Regions from separate parts of the Sus scrofa genome. Here region 1 is linked to region 2. The links are chromatin contacts, called in public promoter capture Hi-C maps. All regions are on one chromosome and are shown on one strand. Each heading gives the region's core, a stretch centred on a gene start, on an enhancer-like site or on the middle of the called end of the contact. The rest is flanking DNA. Distances are from core to core; before and after follow the strand shown. Region 1 holds the start of AARS2 (alanine--tRNA ligase, mitochondrial). Region 2 holds the start of SLC35B2 (adenosine 3'-phospho 5'-phosphosulfate transporter 1).

Evidence for each region. Promoter capture Hi-C pulls out the DNA fragments that hold promoters and counts their contacts.
Region 1: a contact with region 2 is called in a promoter capture Hi-C map of liver, with 4 times the contacts expected there. The contact joins the promoter of AARS2 here to the promoter of SLC35B2 in region 2. A contact is called at or near these places in 2 of 5 promoter capture datasets (fetal liver and liver), 2 of 47 Hi-C or Micro-C datasets (alveolar macrophages and fetal liver) and 1 of 2 datasets of contacts at active chromatin or transcription factors (alveolar macrophages).

The regions. Positions count from the first base shown.
Region 1 is chr7:39,310,422-39,317,202 of Sscrofa11.1, reverse strand. It overlaps AARS2 (alanine--tRNA ligase, mitochondrial), which reads left to right and starts at 2,907. Exons shown (of 22, transcript XM_001929593.5): 1 at 2,907-3,745; 2 at 4,375-4,566; 3 at 5,097-5,242; 4 at 5,457-5,624. The coding sequence starts at 3,425.
Region 2 is chr7:39,249,066-39,255,767 of Sscrofa11.1, reverse strand. It overlaps SLC35B2 (adenosine 3'-phospho 5'-phosphosulfate transporter 1), which reads left to right and starts at 1,269. Exons shown (of 4, transcript XM_003128416.3): 1 at 1,269-1,430; 2 at 1,941-2,134; 3 at 2,324-2,478; 4 at 3,154-5,525. The coding sequence starts at 1,420. The coding sequence ends at 4,092. It overlaps NFKBIE (NF-kappa-B inhibitor epsilon), which reads left to right. Exons shown (of 8, transcript XM_021100039.1): 8 at 1-690. HSP90AB1 (heat shock protein 90 alpha family class B member 1) reads right to left here. Exons shown (of 12, transcript NM_001244433.1): 10 at 6,654-6,702; 11 at 5,782-6,115; 12 at 5,289-5,666. The coding sequence ends at 5,557.

The DNA of each region.
Region 1 (6,781 bases), core at 1,658-4,157, 60 kb before region 2:
ACTAAAACATGGATGAGCTGTGAAAACATTATGCAAAGTGAAAGAAGCCAGTCACAAAGGATCATATATTGTGTGATTCCATTTGTATGAAATGTTCCGAAGAGGCAAATCTTTAGAGACAAAAGTCATTAGTGATTGCCTAGGGCTGGGACGGCTGGGGGATTTAGGGGTTGATAGTTAAAAGGTGTGGGGTTTCTTTTGGAGGTGATGAAAGTGATCTAAATATTCTTTTTTCTTTTTTTTTTTTTTTTTGCCATTTCTAGGGCTGCTCCCATGGCACATGGAGGTTCCCAGGCTAGGGGTCGAATCGGAGCTGTAGCCACTGGCCTACACCAGAGCCACAGCAACGCAGGGTCCAAGCTGGGTCTGCGACCTACACCACAGCTCACAGCAATGCTGGATCCTTAACCCACTGAACAAGGCCAGGGATCGAACCCACAACCTCATGGTTCCTAGTTGGATTCGTTAACCACTGAGCCACGATGGGAACTCTGAAAGTCACCTAAATATTCTAAAAGTTGTTCAGATAACGACTCTGTGAAAGTACTAAAAGCCATTTGAATTGTACTCTTTATTTTTCTTTATTTATTTTTCTTTTTAGGGCCACACTTGTGGCACATGGAGGTTCCCAGGCTAGGGGTTGAATCAGAGCTGTAGCCACTGGCTATACCACAGCCACAGATCCTTAACCCACTGAGTGAGGCCAGGGATCAAATCTGCGTCCTCCTGGATACTAGTCAGATGTTTCCACTGAGCCACGAGGGGAACTCCCCCTGAACTGTACTCTTTAAGTGGGTAAATTGTATAGTACATGAACTATATTTCACTAAAGCTCTTTGGGGACAAAAAAAAAAAAGATCTATGGTTCCACACTAGATCCACAATGGTCTAAAAACATGGAGTCCCTACTATAATGCAAAGACTTTTTGGGGAAAATCTGAAGGAAGAAAAAAAAATACTGACATTGGTACTGGGTAGAGACACCAGCAAGATTTCTCTAGCAAAACACTTCCATCTCAGTTTGGGGAAGAATTTCACAGTCTTGTTTCAAGATCATGAACCTCACAGAAATCCCCATCTGGCTTTAGGTTCCTGTTCCAAAAATACTGGAAAAACCAATAAAGGCAAAACACACGTTCAAAACAACACCTTTAATGAACAGGGACAGGAGTTCCCATCATGGCTCAGTGGTTAACGAACCTGACTAGTAACCATGAGATTGTGGGTGTGATCCCTAGCCTCGCTCAGTGGGTTAAGGATCCAGCGTTGCCATGAGCTCTGGTGTAGGTTGCAGACGCCTCTCAGACCCTATGTTGCTGTGGCTGTGGTGTAGGCCGGCAGCTACAGCTCCGAGTAGACCCCCAGCCTGGGAACGTCCATAGGCCGCAGGTGTGGCCCTAAAACGACAAAAGACAAAAAATTAAAAAAAAAAAATCTATAGGGACAAGGGAAGAAACAGAGGATCATGGGATCGAAGCTATAGGCTCTGTCAGAATACAAAGTTGAGAATTCACTATCACTATAGAAACTCAAGTCCAAAAAAAGACTACACATTTACCAGGGAAACTGTGTTTCAAAATCCCTAAATAACATAGCTCACAAAGAATGGTGGCCAAAAAAGCCCACCTGAATGGTTGAGGCCTTGGATGGCACTGACTTCAGCTCTGCTACCCCTATTGGGCTTGTTTTTTTGTTTGGGGGGTATTTTGGATCTTATTTTATTTTATTTTATTTTATTTATTTATTTATTTTTGTCTTTCTGTCTTTTCTAGGGCCGCTCCCGAGGCATATGGAGGTTCCCAGGCTAGGGGTCTAATGGGAGCCGAGCCGAAGCCACCAGCCTACACCAGAGACACAGCAACACAGGATGCAAGCCGCGTCTGCAACCTACACCACAGCTCACGGCAAGGCCGGATCCTTTACCCACTGAGCAAGGCCAAGGATCGAACCCGCAACCTCATGGTTCCTAGTCGGATTCATTAACCACTGAGCCATGACAGGAACTCCGGGGGTTTTTTTGGTCTTTTTAGGGCCACACCCACAGCATGAGGAAGATTCCAGGCTAGGGGTCGAATCAGAGCTACAACTGCTGCATCTGTGACCTACACAACAGCTCACAGCAATGCCAGATCCTTAACCCACTAAGCAAGGCCAGGGATCGAATCTTCGTCCTCCTGGATACAGTCAGGTTCATTACCGCTGAGCCACGACAGGAACTGCCCCCTTTTGGGCTTTAACGTTGGCAAATTCTCTTCTCTATCTGCTTAATTTTCCAAACGAAGAGCAGAGGATATCATGAGAAGTCCCAAGAAGACCCCAGCTCCGCCCACAAGGGCCCTTGTTGGCCTCAAGGTCACAGCAGACACCATGGAGAGAGACAGAAGGGAAGGTGGAACAGGTATCTCTTAGCTAAAGCAAAACACACAAAACTCAAGGGCATTGGGAGGCTTAGAGAGAGAGAAATCTCAGCAGCTATCAGCCAACGGCTTCCTCTAGACCTGACAACCAGGATTCTCTCTAATCCCCAAGCAAATTAAAAGACCAAATGTTATTAAGCAATTAATAATGGAACAGATGCTGCTTGGCTTCTGTGTCTCATCAGCTCGACTCCTGCTCCAAAGGACCTGCTTCAGTCCCTACGAACAAAATGGCCATTTCCAATGCCAAGGGCAAAGGAAATTGCCCACACAGTGCCTGACACATAGTAGGTATTCAATAAATATTTGTCGAATGACTCTTTCTTTTTTTTTTGCTTTTTAGGGCCACACTTGCAGCTTATGGAGGTCCGAATCGAATCAGAGCTGTAGCTATTGGCCTACACCACAGCCACAGCAAGTCGGGATCTGAGCCTCGTCTGTGACCTACACCACAGCTCACAGCAACGCTGGATCCTTAACCCACTGAGCGAGGCCAGGGATCGAACCTGAAACATCATGGTTACTAGTCTGATTCGTTTCCACCGAGACACAAGGAAATTCCGAATGACTTGAATGAATGCTGATATCACCTCCCTTGGACATCTCTGCCTCTCACCTCACCCGGGGAAACACATACACATACACACACACACACACACACACACACACACACACCACACAGAGCTGAATTCATGCTTGTTCACTGCAACTCCATTTGTAATCTTGCAAAATTAATAAACACAATTACTGCTACAATATAGATTTCTGAAGGGCAGGGATTCTGGTCAATTTTGTTACAATGTACCTTCAGCATCTAAAACAATACCTAGCACACAGTAGGCTCTTAATGAATATTTGCTGAATGCCAAATGAATTAAGGGGCTACTATGTGCCAGGCCGCTTGGGCTACTTGAACTCCTGCAGAAGAAGCCTCCTTCCCTATATTACCTCCACCGGGAGGCGGAGGCTGCCTTGAGTCCTCCTGTCGCCAGGGGCCGCTGTAGAAAATGCCTGGCCTCCTTCTCACGCCACCTTCTATCCCGGCGGTGCCCTTTGACTCCGTGAAGTCGCTGCCCCGAGTTAAGATGGCGGCGTCGGTGGCAGCTGCAGCTGGGCGAATTCGGCGGGCCATTCGAAGGTCGCCTCCATGGCAGGGCCTCTGCTTTCGGGCGCTCTCATCCGAGGCCCCTCCAACCCAGGCCGCGGCCGTGCGAGACGCCTTCCTGAGCTTCTTTCGAGACCGCCATGGCCACCGCCTGGTGCCGTCCGCTTCGGTGCGGCCCCGCGGCGACCCCACTTTGCTCTTCGTCAACGCGGGCATGAACCAGGTAGGAGCTGAGCCACACTGACCGGGGCGGAGTTTGTGGGGTTCTTCGGGATTGGGCAAAGGAAGCGAAGGGCGGAGCTCTTAGCTTTGGGGGAGCTGGGGGGAAAGCCGGTTGTGCGTGGTTAGGCTAAGAGATTGGGGCGCTAATTAGGGCTTAGGGTGGCCTGGACCCGGCAGCTTTGGAGATCGAGTTTTAGGTTCAGGAACAGCGGGTGTGGAGTCCCATGGAGGCAGACTGGCGGGGGAAGTCTGGCTTTATTTACTAGTTCTTTAAAGATAACCGGTTCATTAAAATAAACGTTGAGCACATGCTATTTGTTAGTCTTTCTTCTTTAAGGCTTTTGACTTTGAACACCACTTATCGTCCCTAGACTTGCCCTGTTTCCCGCCACCAACACGTCTCCTGTTACCTTGCCTATTTTACTAGCAGAAAGTGTCTGTTTCGTGATTTATTTACCAGAGATGGGTGCCCCCACGCTCCCAAGTTGCCCCTTTGGCCAAGACTACATTGTACTCTCAGCGATGCAGTCAGCCTTCAGTCTGAACTGCCATCTCTGTCCCCACTCCCCATCTTTCCCTTCTACTGAGGGCCAAGGATATATCTCTCTCTCCCTCTACATGTGTTTCCAGTTCAAGCCAATCTTCCTGGGCACTGTGGATCCACGAAGCGAGATGGCAGGCTTCCGACGTGTGGCCAACAGCCAGAAATGTGTGAGGGCTGGAGGACGCCACAACGACCTGGAGGATGTGGGCCAAGATCTTTCCCATCACACCTTCTTTGAGATGCTTGGCAATTGGGCCTTTGGGGGTGAATATTTTAAGGTGAGTCTCCAGGAGGCCCTGGAGTTAGGAAAAGGTCACTCGTCAACCAAGAGAGGGGTCAAAGTTAATCCTGTCTCCACTCCTTGGGTCTGCTTTGGCAGGGCCTCATACCAGACACAGAGGCTAAATGAACTTTTATAATAGGAATGGGTCTCACTTCTCTAATTGGGTTGTAAACTCCTTGAGGGCCAGAACTATGCCTCCCGCCTAATGGTTGGTTGATAATTATTGTTTGACTAAGTGGTTAGAGAGTAACACTAAAGTGCAAGAGTTAAAAATATTCCCAGGCTAGGGTAGAGAGAGAATTTCATGGAGAAGGTGGAACTTGGAAGAACGTAGGATTCAGAAAAGGAATGAAGCTTTCAATGCAGGAACAAACTCAGAAATGGCCATGGCTTGTTCTGGAAACAAGGTGGACAATGGAAATGGTTTTGTCTCGAGCCAAGGCCTGAACTCATGTGGCTTGATGGACACTTCTGCGGCGCCTTCTTCTCACCCATCTTTCTCTTCCATATGGATTTCTACCACAGGAGGAGGCTTGCAGCATGGCCTGGGAACTGCTGACTCAGGTCTATGGGATTCCTGAGGACAGGCTCTGGGTCTCCTACTTTGGTGGTGACCCCAAGGCTGGGTTGGGTGCAGACCTGGAGAGCAGGGACATCTGGCTCAACTTAGGGTGAGTCCACCCCCACTTCCATCCACTCCTGGAGAACAAGAAGACTGAAAAATAGAGACTACCAGGGCTGGTCCTCAGAGTCTCAGTATATCCCAATACCATAGGGTCAGCCCCTTTCCTCCTCCTTCTGAGCTTGATGGAAGGGCTCCCTCAACAGAGGGGGACCCAGCTTCTGCTTTTGTCTCCCCTGCTACCTGCCTGGCTCTCTTCCCAGGGTGCCTGCCAGCCGTGTGCTCTCCTTCGGACCACAAGAAAACTTCTGGGAGATGGGGGATACTGGCCCTTGTGGACCCTGTACAGAGATCCACTATGACCTGGCTGGTGGGGTGGGAGCCCCCCAGCTTGTGGAGCTTTGGAATCTGGTTTTCATGCAGCACAACAGGTAAAGGGGTACTAGGGCAGGAGGGAAATCCCTGGCTGGAAGTGAAAAGGCCGGTAGTCAGGAGACTTTTATCTTTTTTTTTTTTTTTTTTTTTTTGGTCTTTTCCAGGGCCATACCTGCTGCATATGGAGATTCCCAGGCTAGGGGTCTAATCAGAGCTGTAGCCGCTGGCCTACACCACAGCCACAGCAATGCAGGATCCGAGCCGCATCTGCAACCTACACCACAGCTCACGGCAACACTGGATCCTTGACCAAGTGAGGCCAGAGATCAAACCCGAAACCTCATGGTTCCTAGTTGGATTAGATAACCACTGAGCAACCACGGGAACTCCCCCCCGCCTTTTTGCTTTTTTAGGGCCACACCTGTGGCATATGGAAGTTCCCAGGCTAGGGGTAGAATCAGAGCTTCAGCTGCCAGCCTATGTCACAGCCACAGCAACTCGGGATCTGACCTACACCCACAGTTCATGGCAATGCCAGATCCTTAACCCACTGAGTGAGGCCAGGGATGGAACCCTCAGGGATACTAGTCCAGTTCATAACCTGCAGAGCCACAATAGGAATTCCCATACTTTATAAAAAACCAACTTTTTTTTTTTTTTTTTTTTGTCTTTTTTTTTGTTGTTGTTGTTGTTGCTATTTCTTCGGCCGCTCCCACGGCATATGGAGGCTCCCAGGCTAGGGGTTGAATCGGAGCTGTAGCCACCAGCCTACGCCAGAGCCACAGCAAAGCGGGATCCGAGCCGCGTCTGCAACCTACACCACAGCTCACGGCAACGCCGGATCGTTAACCCACTGAGCAAGGGCAGGGACCGAACCCGCAACCTCATGGTTCCTAGTCGGATTCGTTAACCACTGCGCCACGACAGGAACTCCCAAAAACCAACATTTAAATAAATAGTGCTTACAATGTGCCGGACACATTTCTAAACACTTTGCAATTAGTAACTAGATTTAATCCTCATCTTTGCTCATGACAGTTGAAACTAGTCACTGCTGCTGTCCGGAATATGCTCTCTTATCATGATGGAGTTGACTTGATGATCTATAAGATTTTCTTCCAGCCTTGATATGTCTTTTTGTGAGGCAAAGAATTCTGTCCCAGAAAGGGGGTGTCTGGGTCCAGGCAAAGGCCCAAGCAAAGCGTGAGGGTGG
Region 2 (6,702 bases), core at 20-2,519:
GCCTTCGAGGGAGGGGGAAATTTCAATACCATGACACTAAAACAGCAGAAACTTTTAAAAAGTCCCCCCCGCCCCGCCCCGAGCCCCCAAGTTGTTCTGTGGCACGTGCTTGTCTGTGTGCATTGGGGATTTTGAGAAAGGCCTTCCCTGTGACCTTGTGGTGGAGGCAGAGAGGGAAATTGTCACTTGAGCAGGACAGGCCTGGCTGGGGAGGGGAGGGAGGCCAAGGGTTCTCGGGCCCCTCCATCCAACACAGACCCTTGTCCTTTCTGTGGCAAGGCAGAGGGATGGAGGAAGACAAAGAGGAGTGAGAAGATGCCAATGGGAGACCTCCCCACAGCCCTGGGGGAGCCTGGAGAGAAAGGCCAGCCTGTGGATGGGGGGGGGTGACGCAAAGAGCTGTGGCCTTGTGTGTTTTTTCTCTCATTCCACATGTGTTTGAGGGGCCTATGAGGTCAGGCCTATGCTGGGATGAAGACTATGGGGGAATAAACCAACACCGTTTCTGGCCACTTACGGACTATAGCCTGGTGAGTGGGACAGCCAATGAAATCATAGACATCCAGGGAGCACCCGTGGGCTGCAGCAGGTTAAGGATCTGGCATTGTCACTGCTGTGGTGCAGGTTCCACACACTACAGGTGCTGCCCCCCCCCAAATCATAAACATCCAAATAAATACGTAATTACAAGTTGCATTTGGAAGGAAAAGAGTAGTAGGAGGGAGAACAATGGAGCGGTTGGAGGGCCATACTTCAGGTGGTCTGGGGTGATCATGTCATCTCAACTGGCACAAAGGATGAGTAAGGGATCGGGGGAGAGCTTTCCACAAGACCTTTGGTGAATCAGAGGTACTGAGAGTATGCCAGTGGGGCTCTGCAGCGGGTGGGTGAGTGGGCGAGGTCGACTGGGGGCCAGGTCTTGCAGAGCCTCAAAGGTCATGTGGCTGGGAGGACAGAACTGCCTGTCCCCCTCGCAAAAAGGAGACATCTTCCTGCCAGAAAACGGGAAAATGGTTGACCTAAGGGGATGTGCTTGGGATGTACTTAATATCCCCGTCCCTATGATGTTGGTGGTCACCATGCCTTCCGGGCCACCGGGGAGACCTAAGAGCGATGACCAAGCAGGAGCAGACATCGAGGTGAAGCGCGCCCCGCGCAGGGGCAGCCTGGCCCCCTCGCGCTGAGCCGGGTCTCCCTCCGGGCCGCGCGGGGGCGCTGTGGCCCGGCGGCGGCCCGAGGCGCTGCGTGGTCGCGGCCGGGGGCGGAGGGGCGGCCCCCGGGAGGGAGGCGGGAAGAGCGCTGCACTTCCGCTAGCCGGCGGCTCGCCTGCTGCTCCTGGAGGCGCCGCTGGAGCGGAGGGAGCGCGCGGCCCGGGGACCCGCAATCCCCGGCCCCCCTCCGCCCCACGAGGCCCGGACCATGGATGCCAGGTGAGGGGCTGGGGGGGAGCGGCGAGCCCACGTGACCGCGCCACGTGACCGCCGCTCCTCTGTGCGGGGGGCCGACTGGGGTCCGAGCTGCGGGGTGGGAGGCTGGCCGAGCGCGGCCGGGAAGGAGCCGTCATGGGTCGGGGCGCGGCGTGGCGTGCTTCTTGGGGCCCGGGGGGTGTCAGGCGGGGAAGCCCGGGCACCGTGGCGCTCCAAGAACCTGGAGGGCGGGGTCGAGGGGCGCCGCCTCTGCCCCGAGCCGCCGGCGGGCGCTGGAAGGAACAGAGGGGACCTGTGTGGCGGGAGGGGCGGGTCCGCTCTCGGGGACGGAGGGAGCCTTGCCCGGCCCGCGCTGGCTCCCCCAGGAGAGTGAGAGGCTCTTTGTCCGCCCTGGGCTACAGCTGAGGGGGGCGGGGAGGAGAGACTCCGGGACCTTCTCCAGTGTCCTCCCTCTGGAGGGTCCAGAGGACGAGGAGCTCTGCACCCTGACCCTTCTCTCGGCGGCCCTCGCAGGTGGTGGGCAGTGCTGGTGCTGGCTGCGCTCCCCTCCGCGGGGGCAGGTGGGGAGAACCCCGAAGCCCCTCCAGAGCCGTGGACCCAGCTATGGTTCTTCCGCTTTTTGGTGAATGCGGCTGGCTATGCGAGCTTTATGGTACCTGGCTATCTGCTGGTGCAGTACTTCAGGCGGAAGAACTACCTAGAGACAGGTGTGTGGGGAAAGGGTGGGTAAGTGTGTTCGTTTGTATTACGAGTGTTGGCCAGCCGTGCAAAGGGGATGTGGCTTGGCAAGGGAGGCAGGGTGGCCAGGAGGCTGGACAGCAGGGCGGGCTGGCGGCTTTGGGGAAGATGAGGTGCTGGGGAGAAAATTAGGGTTTGACTTTGTGTGCTTCCTCCAGGCAGGGGTCTGTGCTTTCCCCTCGTGAAAACTTGTGTGTTTGGCAATGAGCCTAAGGCCACGGACGAGGTTCCCCTGGCTCCCCGGTCAGAGCCAGCAGAGACCAGTCCTACTTGGCAGGCCCTGAAGCTGCTCTTCTGTGCCTCGGGGCTCCAGGTAGGTAGGCAGACTCTTCTGCTCTTCCTAGATTGGGCCCCGGCGGGCAGGGACTCTGTGGAGCCAAAGCTTTCGTGTCCACTTCCTCCCAGAGGCACTCCTTCTTCTTGGAGGTGATTGGAGGAAAAGCCACCTTTTCTTTCTTCTTTTTTCTGGCCCTCTTTTCTGTGATTTCGCCCTTCCCCTTGCGGTGATGTGTCTCATACACTGTAAACCCAGTGATAAAAGTTTGGGGAGACCATTCAGACTCCTCCCACTGCTGCCATGTGAGGAGTAGGCTGAGATGCTGACCTTACAGCGTCTTGGGGTGGGCACTCCTGGTTCCACCATGTATACCACGTGGAACAGGTGTGCAGGCTTTAAGAAGTCTTGCCTCCCTGAATTGGTTGAAAATAGGAAAATACTGGGATGGAGTCCGCTCTAACATACCCTGCTGTGGGGACAAAGCAGGTCTGGTCAGTCCTAAAGCATTGGTTCTTGTGTTTTACACACACTTGATTCCCTGCAAGATGAATCCAGGTTTTGGAGGGGAGAAGAAATTGCTAGTTACCGCAGAGGAATCCACATGTGTATTCTGTTCTCTTCATCATTTTCGACATCATCCTGAGGAAGGAAGAGGTCGTTGGGGTGCTTTTCGGCCCATCTTTCCCTTCTCTTGCTTATTTCCCCTTCCAGGTGTCTTATCTTACTTGGGGAGTGCTGCAGGAAAGAGTGATGACCCGCAGCTACGGGGCCACGGCCACGTCGCCAGGTGAGCGCTTCTCAGACTCACAGTTCCTGGTGCTAATGAACCGCGTCCTGGCACTGATTGTGGCTGGCTTCTACTGCATCTTATGCAAGCAGCCCCGGCATGGGGCACCCATGTACCGGTACTCCTTTGCCAGCCTGTCAAATGTGCTCAGCAGCTGGTGCCAATATGAAGCTCTCAAGTTTGTCAGCTTCCCCACGCAGGTGCTGGCCAAGGCCTCCAAGGTGATCCCTGTCATGCTGATGGGAAAGTTGGTGTCTCGGCGCAGCTATGAGCACTGGGAGTATCTGACAGCTGGCCTTATCTCCATCGGGGTTAGCATGTTTCTGCTGTCCAGCGGACCGGAGCCCCACAGCTCCCCGGCCACCACACTCTCAGGCCTCATCCTGTTGGCTGGATACATTGCCTTTGACAGCTTCACCTCCAACTGGCAGGATGCCCTGTTCGCGTATAAGATGTCATCGGTGCAGATGATGTTTGGGGTCAACTTCTTCTCCTGCCTCTTCACAGTGGGCTCCCTGCTAGAGCAGGGGGCCCTCCTGGAGGGGGTCCGCTTCATGGGCCGGCACAGCGAGTTTGCTGCGCACACTCTGCTGTTGTCCATCTGCTCCGCATGTGGCCAGCTCTTCATCTTCTATACCATTGGGCAGTTTGGGGCTGCCGTCTTCACCATCATCATGACCCTCCGCCAGGCCTTTGCCATCCTCCTCTCCTGCCTCCTCTATGGCCACACTATCACTGTGGTGGGGGGCCTGGGGGTGGCTGTGGTCTTTGCTGCCCTCCTGCTCCGAGTCTATGCCCGGGGCCGTCTAAAGCAGCGGGGAAAGAAGGCTGTGCCTGTTGAGTCGTCTGTGCAGAAGGTGTGAGGGACCTGAAGGATGAAGTGAATAGGACCCACTGTACCAGTTTCCTCTCCTACTGTAACTTCTCGGAGGTGGCTGGCTCCAGGGCAAAGTGCAGGTTTCTCAGTATTACAAACCAGCATTGGGGGCAGGGAGCCCCGAGGCAGGCAGCCTTCCCCTTTGCCTTAGGCACCCCTTCCTCTAGAGGGCAGCATTCTGGCAGTCCCCAGGTGAAGGTGAGGGGGGAGGTGTGGCTTGTGAGGAAGCAGCACTTAACAGATCCCCTCCCACCATTGGCCCCTACCGTGAATATCTACCCTCTCAGACTCAAGAGACCTGCACTTCATCTCTGGTGAGAGAAGCACAAGCGCGGCACAGGCTCCACATGCCATTTTCCCAGGAGAGGAAGTGGAAGGTGCTGTGCCGTGGGAGGGGCTTGGCTGTCCTGCCCAGCACCACCTCCTCCCTCTGTGCTCCTGGATCCCTAGGCTCTCCTTGAGCCTGTTGCAGGTTTTGGTACTTCGGAAATGTAACTTTTGCTCTTATAATTTTATTTTATTAAATTAAATTGCTGCAACAGGCTTTAGTCCTGTGTTTCGGTTGACCTTCCACTTAAGGTGGGGTTATGTCTAATAAACCCATCAGAAATTGAAAATGTGTTTAAATACACCAAACATCACAGCTTAGGCTAGCCCACCTGAAAACTCACAAGCTACCTTACCCTTGCGCCTCTCGTAGCTAGCCATACTGTCAGCCCAGGAAAAGATCAAAGCTGAAAAGTAGTTTCTCCTGAGTTCCCATCATGGTGCAGTGGAAAAGAATCTGACTAAGAACCATGAGGTTGCAGACTCAATCCCTGGCCTCGCTCAATGGATCTGGGGTGGCTGTGGCAAAGGCCAATGTGTGTAGCTCTGATTAGACCCCCTAGCCTGGGAACCTCCACATGCTGTGGGGTGCAGCCTTAAAAAAAAAATTTCTACTGCATGTGTGCTTTCATGCTACCATAGTAAAGTCAAAAAATTGTTGTGAGTGGAAGGCCATCTATATATCCTTTAGGAAGGGGACTGAGTGTTGTACAGATGGCAGCTCAAAACTACCGCTTGTCACATAGTTAGCAGTAACCATGTCCCCCATGTACCATGTGACTGTACTCAAGACTAGGGAGTGAGAAGCCAGGGAAACTCCAAAAGCAGTGTTGTATATACTTACGAGAGCGCAGAACTGTATAAAACTGCATCTTCTTTATTTTGCATACTTTAATCTCAGAACAAAATAAACGAGCACAGTACACGACACCCAAACCCAGTGTCAAATGTGGGAAGGGTTATTAGGGCTTGCGGCCCCTGTAGCCTGCCTTAGACAGAAAAACAAATAAAACCACTAGACATCAGCAGAGGAGACCAGGTGGGCTAGGGCCACTGGGGGCTGCTGCCAGGGGAGCCAATGGGGACACTATACAGAGGGAACAAAGTTTGCAGGTAGCAACTCCTAATCTACTTCTTCCATGCGAGATGCATCCTCATCACCCTCGAGCGGGGGGATCTCATCAGGAACAGCAGCACTGGGCTCCTCTGCTGTCACTTCGTCCTCATCAATGCCTAGAAAGAGGGAAGAAAGAATGCCACTTGAGATCTGGCCCCAAAAGCATCAAATCTGTGTCCACCAGGCTAATTCTCCAACTCCTCGCCACACCTACTGCGCAAGGGTACTTACCCAGGCCAAGCTTGATCATGCGGTAGATGCGGTTGGAATGGGTCTGGGGATCTTCCAGCGAGAAGCCAGAAGACAGCAGTGCCGTTTCAAACAGCAGCACCACTAGGTCCTTGACAGCCTTGTCATTCTTGTCCGCCTCTGCCTTCTGTCGCAGCGTCTCCACAATGGGGTGGTCAGGGTTGATCTCCAGGTGCTTTTTGGCCATCATGTAGCCCATGGTCGAGTTGTCCCGAAGTGCCTGAGCTTTCATGATGCGCTCCATGTTGGCTGTCCAGCCATAGGTGCTGGTCACAATGCAACAGGGTGAAGACACAAGCCTGTTGGAGATGGTCACCTGTGGACAACCACAAAAATCTTTGGTTTACCTTAAATCAAAACTACCTCAAGGCAAAAAACGGTATTTTGAAGTTCTATCCTTGGGAAAATAAAGCCTCATCTTTGCCAAGTCTTAGAGCAATGACAAACTTTCCCAGTAAAAGAACACAAAAAACAAAAATAAAAGTTCCCATTGTGGACCAGCGGGAACAAACTCGACTGGTGTCCATGAGGATTTGGGTTCAAACCCTGGCCTTGCTCAGTGGGTGAAAGGATCTGGTGTTGCTGTGAGCTGCGGTGTAGGTCGCAGACATGGCTTGGATCCAAAGTTGCTGTGGCATAGGCCAGCAGCTGTAGCTCTTATTTGACCCCTAGCCTGGGAACTTTTGTATGCTGTGGGCGGGGCCTGAAGAGAGGGAAAAAAAAAATCTGCCCAGTTAAGAGAATAAAATAGGATGGCTCTAAACAAATAAGGCTGCGCCAAACCACTAATCGTGTAGCAACCAGAAACTGAGGGCAAAGCCCTGAAAGCACTTACTACTCCGTTCACTGCTTACCTTCTCTACTTTCTTATCCAAGATCTCTTTCATGAGTTTGCAGAGGTTC